Regions from separate parts of the Zea mays genome. Here region 2 is linked to region 1. A link is a contact called in public Hi-C data. All regions are on one chromosome and are shown on one strand. Each heading gives the region's core, a stretch centred on a gene start, on an enhancer-like site or on the middle of the called end of the contact. The rest is flanking DNA. Distances are from core to core; before and after follow the strand shown.

Region 1 (6,285 bases), core at 1,213-3,712:
TGCGACAATTAGAGCACCTATTGATCATTACAAGGAAACAGCAAAAAGAACCAGCAGGTCATGCATTTGGAAACGCTGCACTATGCGGACCACCCACCCTGAGGAATGGCAAGGCTTCCGAACCCTTTCGTAGAAGCTCAGACCATGGATCTCAAATTCTGAATCGAGGTCTGTCGCTGTTCCGTATCATGGTTCCTCCCCCTTCCCAAGTTTTTTTGTAGAAGCAGATGAGATCACTCATGTCGCTTCCATGCCAGAGAGCAGAAGCACCCCCTTCCGCTCCCTGTATCCCAAAACCATATAACCAGATTCTTCAGCCTCTATCCGACCTTTAGTTTAGCTGCAGAGCTTGACAGTGCATGCAACAGCTTGAGCCCAATACTTCAACCTCGCCTTCACTTCTTCTGGATCGTCACCTGCCAGAAAAAATGCTGATCAGCAAAGAAAAACGTGTCTTTTTAAGGGCTAGTTTGGGAACACCGTTTTCCCAATACATTTTAATTTTCCCAAGGGAAAATAGCAGAAATCAATCACAGGCAGAACAGAGTCGTAACAGCCAAACAAGGTATCTTTTTTATTTGTCCCCTGTTGGTACAAAGTTGAACTACTTGGCGTCAAATAAATAAAAATGGAGGTACGGTCTCATGGAGGGCATAGTTGTGTACTTGTGCTGCTGTTTTTCGCTAATAAAAATATATTTCTAGTTCGTGTTCTGAAATGTGTTTTTCCTTCTTAATGAAAAACGTGTTATGGCATTGCCGCGAAAAAAAATATTTCTAATTACAAAAGTGAACCTCTCTGCCTGATTGTTTAAAATGGACCTTTGGTAAAGGGAGAATAATCTTTCTTCAAATTTACGCCCCATTTTGAGAAAACGTGTGGTGGAAAGGAGATGAGCATAATTCAGTGGAGCCTAGTCTTGCTTTGCTTTGTCGTGAAGATTGCCTTGGAGAAGACTGTAAGCACTCACTGAGAAAAGTGACATCACTGAGAAATGCATGCTATGTCTGGTCGCTTCTATACGGGGACATAACCAATAATGCGAGTATCACCTTTGTTCCTCCACTGTGAATCAAAATGATGAAAGTTCTCTTTGTTTTCGTTTGCTATCGAATTCAGAATTTCAGATAGCACCAAAACCATAGAATTGACAATACCCCAAAAGGTAGGTAGAATCCTGCAGTGTCTATCATCGATGTCCTTCTATGAAATAGAGTAGCAGAAGAAATTTTTATTCTCTATGTCAAACCTCCTATAAAGTACTCCTAAAACTTAAAAGGCAGCAAAGCCCATCAAAAACAAAAGGAATGAATCAGTATGGATTAGTATAAGACGGATTTGATGTCTGAACTTGACAGACCGAGCCCTTATGACTGACTAACGAGTTTTTGACTTCGTGTTTCTAAGAGAGACAGTAATGTAAACATCTTGAATTCTTTCATAACTAAATTTTGTCACAAAGTTTTCTTAATAAAAAAGATCGCACTGAAAATTATTAGTCAACAGGCACTCATCAACTTACTCAAAACGAGAAAAAAATGATGCACTAATGAATCGAGCAAATTGTTATACTAGCAGCTCAAAGAGCACCTACTTCATCAGTTATCCAACCATACACCAGTTCAGCAATCTAACAGGAAAAACATGATAGATCTTCGCTATTTAAAAAAAAAGATACGCGACTGCTCTTCATGACCTTCAGTTTTTTTCTGATGGACTCAACCCGTTCCTCCACCATCAGCAGAGATGCATAACATTTGAAACAAGTTACTCAGAAATAAAACATGCTTTGATTTATTGGTGCAGTGTATTTACACGCATATGAAGTATACATTGTCAGAAACTTCTCAATTTGGCACCAAAAGTTTGTGACTCCCCCAAAACAGAAAACCACCAGGCCTTCAACGTTAAAGCTATTATTTCACATCATCCCAATGACCCAATTCCCAAGTGAATGAAAAAAGAAATGTTACCAATTTCGAAAACTGAGAAGGGAAAAGTGATTTTTACCCGGGCCAGAGATCCTCCAATTGGGGAGCGGCGGCGACGCAGGCTCCAACTCCTCATCCTGCCCCGGCGCCTTCTGCTCGTCGAGGAACCTCCGGGTCATGGAGTAGCAGAGTTCGAGCGCGGGCAGCGTCCCGCAGAGCTCGGGTATCTCGCTGTACGCGAATCCGAAGCCGAGGTCGAGGCAGCCCTTGAGCTCCTCCAGGTCGTCCTCCGTGAGGCTCTTCGTCCTGGCCACCCCGCCGTCGCTGCCGCTGGCAGAGGACGCCTCCACCATCACGAAGCTGCTGCTCCGCCGTGGCTGCCGCATCAACCTACTTTTGCTGGCGGCAGGGTCGGCGGTGGAGATCGGCAGCTGCGGCTGCGGGGAGAAGTAGGAGGCGGCGGTTGAGGTGGAGGAGACGGCCGCCATTTCTCAGGTACTCAGGTTCGAGTTGGGCGTCTACCCTATTATATAACCGAAGCGAGTGCGTCTTGGCTTAAAATGGTTTTTGGGTAGGATCAGCGAGTGCGTCTTGGCTTAAAATGGTTTTTGGGTAGGATCTTTTAGAGTGTTTTATAATTTAGGAATAAAAACGGTCGGAAACAGTATTTATTTGGTAATTAAATTTTTTATTGTAAATAAATAGGATATAGAATATACAATATAAATTTGTATTCTTGTTTTTAATATTCAGCTTGTTAAGATTCATAAAAGGTAAACCTCAAATTCATACTATGTTTTTTCAAATAATATATATAAACTTTGATATGGATTCGGAAACAAATTCGATAATTTTTTCAACTTTTGTGTTGTAAGGAGCAAATAATACATAAAACAACTTATATAATATTTTATTCATATTTATACTAATGTGCTTGATAACATAAAAAAAGATCAACGTCAAATTTAATACATATCTATTTTAAAATATTAAATTTGTTCTAACAGTTCGGATTACCACTTTCATTCTACTTTTATTAGGCAATTTGAATTTAGGTGTTCTTGCGCTAGAATTTTAGGAGATATAAGTATTAAGGCACTGGTCCACATATCTAAAATTAACACTTAGAGCCTATTTGGTCCAATAGTGATAAAGTTTAACAACAAAATTTAGCGTTTAGCCTATTTGTTCCAATAGCTTGATAAGGTGTTAAATTTTAGCACTTGGGCTTTACTAGAGCACGCCATCGATTGTAGGGGAGAGAGGGATATTCAATGCAAAATATGGTGGGGACCACTTTTAGCATAGTTAGTATTTTTTGGAACTAAAGTGTTAATGGGTGCTAAACTTTAACACATCATTTTTAGGCCCGTTTCAATTTTACGGGATAAATTTTAGCTTCCTGCTAAGTTTTAGTCATATGAATTGAAGTGTTAAAGTTTAGCTCCTTGGGATGTTTGGACTACTCTAATAAAGCTTAGCATATTTGTCGGGGACCATAATTAGGGGTACCCTCAAGGCGCCTAATTCTCAGCTGGTAACCCCATCAGCATAAAGCTGCAGAGGCCTGATGGGTACGATTAAGTCAGGGATCAGTCCATACGAGTGACTCGATCACGCTTCACCCGAGCCTAGCCTCGGCCTCGGGCAGCCGACCTCGAGGGACTTCCGTCTCGCCCGAGGCCCCCCTTTTAACGGCGGACACATCTCCGGCTCGCCCGAGGCCTTGGCTTCGCTAAGAAGCAACCCTGACTAAATCGTCGCACCGACCGACCGAGTTGCAGGGGCATTTAACGCGAAGGTGGCCTGACACCTCTATCCTGACGCATGCCCCCCGGCAGAGCCGAAGTGACCGCCGTCACTCCGCTGCTCCACTGATCGGTCTGACAGAAGGACAGCGCCGCCTGCGCCACTCCGACTGCGGTGCCACTCGACAGAGTGAGTCTGACAGGCAGTCAGGCCTCGCCAGGGGCGCCATAGGGAACTTCGCTCCGCCCGACCCCAGGGCTCGGACTCGGGCTAAGACCCGGAAGACGGCGAACTCCGCTCCGCCCGACCCCAGGGCTCGGACTCGGGCTAAGACCCGGAAGACGGCGAACTCCGCTCCGCCCGACCCCAGGGCTCGGACTCGGGCTCGGCCCCGGAAGACGACGAACTCCGCCTCGCCCGACCCCAGGGCTCGGACTCCGCCCTGGCCTCTGCCGAACGACTTCCGCCTCGCCCGACCCAGGGGCTCGGACTCGGCCTCGGCAACGGAAGACAGATACGACCCCAGCTTCGGAGGAGCCCCCACGTCGCCCGGCCTCGGGCGCGGGCCCGCCACGTCAACAGGGAGCGCCATCACCACTCCACCCCGAACCGACTCGGGCCGCAGAGAACAAGACCGGTGTCCCATCTGACCAGCTCCGCCAGATAGGCAATAATGGCGCCTCCCAATCTCCATGACGGCGGCGGCTCTCAGCTCTCTTACGGAAGCAGGTGGACGTCAGCAAGGACTCGACCGCTCCGACAGCTGTCCTTCCGCCAAGCTCCGTTGCTCCTCCGACAGCCACGACATCACGCCAGCAGGGTGCCAAGATCTCTCCGGCTGCCACATTGGCATGTACTTAGGGCGCTAGCTCTCCCTCCGCTAGACACGTAGCACTCTGCTACACCCCTCATTGTACACCTGGACCCTCTCCTTACGACTATAAAAGGAAGGACCAGGGCCTTCTTAGAGAAGGTTGGCCGCGCGGGACCGAGGACGGGACAGGCGCTCTCTTGGAGCCGCTCGCTTCCCTCACCCGCGTGGACGCTTGTAACCCCCCTACTTCAAGCGCACCCGACCTGGGCGCGGGACGAACACGAAGGCCGCGGGACTTCCACCTCTCTCACGCCCGTCTCCGGCCACCTCGCCTCTCCCCCCTTCGCGCTCGCCCACGCGCTCGACCCATCTGGGCTGGGGCCCGCAGCACACTCACTCGTCGGCTTAGGGACCCCCCGGTCTCGAAACGCCGACAGTTGGCGCGCCAGGTAGGGGCCTGCTGCGTGCTGACGAACAGCTTCCCGTCAAGCTCCAGATGGGCAGTCTCCAGCAACCTCTCCGGCCCGGGACGGTGCTCCGTTTCGGGAATCTTGAGTTCATGTCCTTCGACGGCAGCTACGACATGATACTCCTTCCACCGCCGTGCGACAACGACAATGGCGGCCGACAACCCGCCCGCCGGCGGCGGAATCGACGACATCTTCCCCGCGTGGTGGAAGAACAACATTCGAGCTCGCTCCGTCCTCTCCCCCGCCAATGGAGGAGGAGGCGGGGCAACCAAGGCCAAGCGGGAGGCCGCGCTTCGTCGGTCGTCGAGCGAATCGACGCCCCCGACGCCCCGACGGAAGGCACGCCGGGCGTCGACCTCGCGTTCGAGACGAAGGCAAGCGCCGTCCCCCCGCGACACGCTGATCCCGAGCAAGAAGACGACGCCAGCGCGCTCGCGGAGAGCTTGCAGGACGTCGCCCTTGTACCTGAGATGACGGCGCAACCAGTCACCGATGTGACTACGTCGCTCCGCGTCGACCAAAAGGTACTGACTAATCCCCATCTTACGTCATTTCGACTCGGCCTCAACCCGCCTAGCAACCTTGCTTTGGCGGGCGCTCTCATTGAGGTGAGTGCAACCCCACTGGGGTTTCGTATGCGGTCGCCTTGGGACCGGTTGACGGACGTCTCAACCTACGGGCCCTCTGGGTCCGAGGAAGATGACGATCCCAGCATCTGTTGGGATTTCTCTGGACTTGGCAACCCCAGTGCCATGCGGGACTTCATGACCGCATGTAACTACTGCCTCTCCGACTGTTCCGACGGAAGCCACAGCCTTGACAACGAGGGCTGCGGCCCAAGCCGCGAATGTTTCCACATCGAGCTAGGGGATCCCTCCGAAGGCAACCATCTCGGCATGCCAGAGGACGGTGATCTTCCTAGGCCGGCGCCTCGCGCCGACATCCCGCGGGAGCTAGCTGTGGTCCCCGTTCCGGCGGGGGGTTACGACCCACAACTCGAGCAAGTCCGCGGGGCGCAGGCCAGGCTCGACGAGGGAACAGGAGCGCTTGAGCCGTTCCGTCAGGACGTCGGACGGGTATGGGCGAGCCAACCCCCGGCCGGAGAAATACGTCACCTGTCCCAAGGTCTCCAGCACCTCGTCGCCAACGATGTCAGGGTCAGGCCGCCACCCGCATCCAGCGGGGTCGGTCAGAACCTGGCAGCCGCAGCGATGCTCCTCCGCGCGATGCCGGAGCCATCAACTACCGAGGGTCGGCGAATCCAAGGAGAGCTCAAGAATCTCCTGGAAGGCGCTGCGGCCCGACGGGCCGAGAGCACTGC
Region 2 (6,285 bases), core at 2,716-5,215, 330 kb after region 1:
TTCCAGATTCTGAATTCAATCATCCAATTGACTTGGGGCTCATAACTGCGGAAAAGGGAACAACTGAATCTGATGGAAGTAACATAATAGGCAGCCTTGCTAGCAGAAAAAGACATCTGGAAGATAGCTTACCAGCTTTAGAGAGTGAGACCACTGAAAGGTTGTCTAGCCGACCACATGGTATACGAACCAACGATTTTGTTCCCCATGATGATGATATACTGGCATCTATTTTAGGTATGTATGACATACAATGCATTTCTGTCGCCTGGATTTATTGTGTTTACCTAATCACTTGACTTGACCTTGCATTAGTCGGTAGAAGGACCCCTGGATTCACACTTGATTCAACACCACTACCACCGAGGGAATCGTCTCTGAAACGCCGGAGGTTGGGCTCGAAGATGGGCACACTCAAGAGGAAAGTGCAAATAGACGATGCCATGGTCCTGCATGCTGAGTACGTATTTGCTTTATAACTGTCAAATGATCTTTTTATTATGAACAAGCAACTGCTTGTTTTTCTGAACTTATTCTTTGCGGAATTCTTACTGCCTTTTTTAATCTTGGTTGGATATGAAATCCCTATCTTCATAGTCCCTTTACTTGGTTCTTCTCATGTGGTTGTAATGCCAACCTGAACCAGGTCCTTATGCAGAGATGTTGTGATGTCTCTAGTGCTCGTTAAGGTTTTGACATAATTCCATGTTTATTCTGTATGTTTTTTGTGCCACCACAACAATCTTGTTTGCAGAAGCTGTCTTGCTCATGCTAGGGAGAGTATGTTGCAGCTTTGCTTGAAACTTTTATCTGGGATATTTCCTGGTCTGACATTTCACTGTTTGGATTCATTTTGTGTGTGTGCCTGCTGAATGAGTCTCTGCACACAATTAATTAATGCTTTCCAAAACAAGTTTTGTATGACACTTGGTGACCATCTCTTTCCTTCTCCAGTACTATACGGCAACAGTTGATCAACACTGAGGATATACGGCGCATTCGTAAAAAAGCTCCATGCACTCGTTCCGAAATATGGATGATTGAGAAAGGTTCACTGGAAGATGATATATTCCACGAGCCCATCTTTTCCTGTAAGTTTTTTGTGATGTCTTTGTTTTTCTGTTTACTTTTTCTGTACACCATGACATATGGTAAGTTAGAAAAAATGGAAGTCGTAAGCAGCTTGAGAGATGATTGGTTGATTTTTATCTCTCTACTAGGCCTATCTGAGGAGCTAAACAAATTACACAATCGGACATATGAGGCTATTGTACATCCTGCTGTACAGAACATGGAACTGCAAGGTCAATTAGACATGCCTGAAGCAATTACAGAAGATAGCAATATTGCTGGGTTTGGTGCTGCTACTATTGATGGCCCACTTCACATACCAGATGGGATTCAATCAGATGCCATGCTGCCACGTGCCAATGATGCATATGGCGCTACAGCTGCTTTTAGTTTGCAAGTTCCTCCTAACAACCAGGTTAACGGTGCATCTAATGATTTTGTTATTGGCACTCTGTTTCAAGGGGTGACTGGACCTTTTATTGGTAATGAGAAAGAAGTGGCACTTGCTGACAGAGAGCGTGCTCAAGTAAATACACTGTATAGTGACCATTTTCAAGATGTCCCATCTGATTTGCATAGTACTGATGCAAACATTTCTAGTCAAGATGTGACTCTAGATAACTCTGGCCAAGCTTGCGCTCACGCAACGGACGGCATGACAAGGGAGCTTACTCATTTTGTTCATAGTAATGCTAATATTTTCGAGAGTAATGAGGTCCCTGCTTCTGAGATTACTGGGGTGGAATATAATCAAGGTGCCTCTGGTTTCCCTCAATCAACGGAGGATGAAAATGCGGTGGGGTATAATCAAGATGTCTCTGGTTTTCCTCGACCAACGGAGGATGAAAATGCGGTAGATTATAATCAAGATGCCTCTGGTTTTTCTCGACCAACAGAAGATGTTCAAGATGCCTCTGGTTTTCCTCGACCAACGGAGGATGAAAATATGGTAGATTATAATCAAGATGCCTCTGGTTTTCCTCGACCAACAGAAGATGTAAATGCGGTGGGATATAATCAAGATGCCTCTGGTTTTGCTCGACCAACGGAAGATGTAAATGCGGTGGGATGTAATCAAGATGCCTCTGGTTTTCCTCGATCAATGAAGGATGAAAATGCGGTGGAATATAATCAAGATGGCTCTGGTTTTCCTCGACCAGCTGAAAATGAAAATGATGTGTCTGCTATGGGAGATAATTCTGGCTTCCATGAAAACAACATGGGTTCTCTTACGGATCTGGATATGGTGAATGACTATGAACTGAAGGAAAGCAATGTGAGTCCATTTACGCATATTCAAAAATTGCAAACGCTCTAAGAATCTTTTAATTGCTTGCTGCAGTATGCTTTTCCTGGACTTCTCGTTCCAATACTCGCTGTAGAATTAGTCGCGCTGTTTTGTTCACTTACATCAAGGCCATATAATAATCAGTGTCCTGTTTGGTTTACAGGATTTTGGGAGTGCAATTAATGGTGTTGATACAGGTAGCTCCTCCATTCTGACGTGCTCTAATGTGTATGCCTTGCATGTACGGATAGTAGGAGATTCCAAGTGCCCCTAGGACCTTTCTTTCCACTTATACACAATCAATCCTGCGGACAGTAATTACATCCTGGGTTTATTAGAATACATCAATATTTCCCCAACCAGCACGCGCACTAGACTTTGTTGGTCCTGTGCTGTGAGCTACAGCCCTAGTACAAGCCTTCGTCACTGTCTGACCTTGTGTTGTTCCAGATTTTCTGAACTACGACGATGATGACGGCGGGGACTTCGACGACGCCAACGACGATGAGCCAAATCCCAACGAGTTTCAGTCTCTCGACAACAGTGGTTGGTCTTCTCGCACCAGGTACAGTGCCAAAGCGACATTTCATTTGGAGCTCAGAATGCTCAGGGCCTTGCTCAGCGCTTTGACGGTCTCTCCGCACGACTGTTCAGGGGCGTTGCAAGATACCTCAAGGCTTTATTCGACGACGAGTCTGGTCTGGAGAGGAAGAGCGTTGCTATCGACCATCTGGTGCGCGGGAAGACGCGGAAGGAAGCGTCGAGAATGTTCTTCGAGACCTTGGTACGCCAGTTTACTCCCCCCAGTTTCGCGGTTCGGTGCGGAGCCTCCCCCTCCTCGTGAGCACTAATCCGCTCTCTGTTCCATCCACAGGTGCTGACGACGAAGGACTACATCAGCGTGGACCAACCGAACCCCTTCGACTTGGTGAGAATAAAGCCAGGCTCAAAGCTGCTGATGTCGGAATTCTAGACCGTCCAAGCCAGCTTTTACCCCTGGCGCCATACATACGTGTTACCAATTGTATCCATCACACCGACCTACCGCACCCCCTCCTTTACCCCCTCCAAATCCATTTTTGTTTGTTTGTTTGTTTGTTTGTTGTTGTTGTTGTTAAGTTATCCTCCTCTGTGTAGCATCTCCCGCGCGCTAGGGCTCGAGTAGGATGGCTGCTATGTTGTACCGTCGGCTGTATATATGATTTAGTGACACATGTGAAGCCTGCCATGTAATCTGATAGCGCTGGCTCCCTCCCTCCCTCCCCTCCGATCCACTAAAGCTATTGTATAATTTGTATTTGCTTGGCTAAAGCCCGTAGGAATTTGCGTATTGGTAACAAGACGATATGATGGTGTACCTGTTGATTATGTCAGGATCTATTGACAGCTTTAACTCAGCTATTATTGGACTGACCTTTCTTGTGAACCATTTCTCCATGCTGGATCTGGGTTAGTCAGTCGGACTGGGAAAAGCATGCTGCGGTGCTCATCTGATGAGGAGGACAGGAACAAGCTGCCGTCATCGACAGCGTTCCTGTGTCGCATCGCACGGTCGTCGTATGTCACCCCCCAAGAACAAACAGCTCGGGCGGTGGCAGGGTTGCCCGTGCGGCTGTTCCTGCCACTCCTGGATCTGACGAACGACTGTGCCTCGTATGCAGGCAGGAGAACGATGCTACTGGATCTGACGGTGGTTTTCGCTGTATCCGTAATGCCAGGTTCTTCTGCCCGTCAGTTACAGGTAGTCACAGTACACATGCTTCGTGTGCAACAGTCACTTGACTCCTGATCTCTGAACGTGCGTAAGCATAAGCAACCGATCGCGTCCTGCAGGAAGACGACAGGATGTCGTCGCGTCTTTGTAATCGCAACGAATCTCGACGGCCCCACCGATCTTTTTTAAAAAAATTAATCTCTTGTTATTCGCGCAAGAATGCACTTGAAGGACGTACTACGTGGCTGCAGAAAAGCCGAGGGCTGGCGCATAATAATATGCCCACATGCCATGTGGGTAGCTGCTGCTACTAGTCGTCTCGTCTCTTAGTACTACTGCCACAGTACTTGGGCATCCAGTTCTCCAATCACACGGTGCGGTGCGTCGCGTGGTCATGGCTTCTCAGGATGATTAGAAAGCAGTAAGCCCAATCGCCGGAGCGGGTCGATCAGTCGATGGCAAAGAAACGCAACGGTATCGAATATTCATACGAGAGATGCAGTTGGACTGTCACTGAATGAAAAAAAAAAGACACAGCCACACGCACTAGGCTGTAGGCTCTGGCTCAGACAACTGTAAATCTCGCTCGCCCTGGTAGTCTACCCCTTGCACAGTTCACGATCTGTTAATGGAAAATATACTGTGTAGGAAACCCCTTACAGTGATTTACATCAAAAAAGAAGAAGAAAAAGAAAGTAAGTCGATGGCACATAAAGGGTGAGTCGTCGTGAGTGGGTCAATGAAGGTGAGGGCCGGGCACCAGCTCCGAAGCAGCCAACGCAAAGCTTAAGGACTTGTTCGAGTCGGATTACACCCAGAATCGTTCCAGCTAATCAAAGTTTATATAAATTAGAGAACTAAACCGGTTAGGAATCGTTCCGATCCACCAATCCGGCACAAACGAACAAGGCCTAAACTAGCTAGGCGAAGCGAAACTAGCCTGTCTGGTGGCGGTGACCACTCTGACGGTCCACGCAACGCACGGAATGTAGCCGAAACCAAAAGTGCCTCTGCCGCTTTGCGAACGCTGGCAAATCGCTAGGCATCATGAAAAAAGAAAAAAAAAGCGAGCTGATCTATCCATCCATGGTCGCGCGCGCGCGCCATCGCAACATTCCCAGTCCCCCCCAGCGCGATTCCAAGCTGACATGCTGCCATTTGCCCTTTCTGCCATGCTGCTCGTCGCTCCGTCGTGGGTGCTGCGGATGCCCTGAAAAGTGAAAACGACTCAGAAACAGCAGTTAGGCAGTGCACGCTGATGTAGTCGGGGAAACTGCGGGCTGGAGGAGAGAGAGGAGGAGCTGGAGGAGATGGCCTGGTGGGTGTCGGTTCGGCCGTCGACGTCACGGGGCACGGCCATCCACTACGGCGAAAAGCAGAGTCCTTTGTGGAGGTTGGGTAGGGGACGGAGGGGGGGCCCGGCCGGAACTGACCTGCAGACAGCAGAGGCGCAGAGCCAATGCAAAGGCCGGGTCTGCCGTGCCGTCTGCATGCAAAGGCTGGCACGGAGATGTATGATCACTAGTAGATTCTGCTGTCACAGCGTGCGCAGCGGGCATGTGTACGTACGTACTACGTACTCCATTAATTCGCCGTCGTACATCATTATTTGCCGCCTCATTGATATGATGAGTACGGTGCTGAATAACGAATGGTTTCATGAGTGGCTTCTCCTGCTCCTGCTCCTACGTGACAGTTCCGCCGCCGCCGCTGAAGAGTCGGACTGGCTGCTCGTCGTACCCTGCTGGACATCTCTCTCGCTGGCTGTGGACTGTGGTTGGTTGGAGCTTCCTCGGCGTGTCAGCGAGGGACGTTGTAGTTGACGATACACGCAAGGCGATCGAGGTGTGGGGTCAAATACTACCTACCACACTCTACGAGTACAGTACTGTTAGGATTTATGGGCTTGGCCCAATTAAGTTATTCAAATAAATCCCAGGAAAATCTCAAAAGCCCATATAAGTGGATGGCAAAGGGATAGGTGGAACCAATAGCACCATATTGCACTCGTAGTGGAAGGCCGGAACTGACCTGCAGACAGCAGAGCCAATGCAAAGGCCGGGTCTGCCGTGCCGTCTGCATGCAAAGGCTGGCACGGAGATGTATCACTAGTAGATTCTGCTGTCACAGCGTGCGCAGTGGCCATGTACGTACGTACTACTGACTACTCCATTAATTCGCCATCGTACATCATTATTTGCCGCCTCATTGA

What was found. Hi-C and Micro-C count contacts between places; a contact is called where the count stands out from the background.
Region 2: a contact with region 1 is called in a Hi-C map of ear, with 1.9 times the contacts expected there. The contact joins the enhancer-like site here to the promoter of LOC100277020 in region 1.

Annotation. Positions count from the first base shown.
Region 1 is chr3:171,737,606-171,743,890 of Zm-B73-REFERENCE-NAM-5.0, forward strand. LOC100277020 reads right to left here and starts at 2,463. Exons shown (of 2, transcript NM_001150693.1): 1 at 2,011-2,463; 2 at 1-416. The coding sequence starts at 2,419. The coding sequence ends at 337.
Region 2 is chr3:172,063,791-172,070,075 of Zm-B73-REFERENCE-NAM-5.0, forward strand. LOC100383357 reads left to right here. Exons shown (of 15, transcript NM_001176013.1): 8 at 1-237; 9 at 316-460; 10 at 955-1,091; 11 at 1,221-2,347; 12 at 2,523-2,556; 13 at 2,810-2,924; 14 at 3,014-3,143; 15 at 3,234-3,750. The coding sequence ends at 3,332. Among protein-coding and RNA genes, the nearest start is that of LOC100383357, 8.6 kb to the left of the region's middle. Within about 2 kb of position 3,966, at least 14 of the 20 cell types and tissues checked have an H3K27ac peak or open chromatin away from gene starts, as enhancers often do. A contact at or near this core is called in ear, where this site is marked.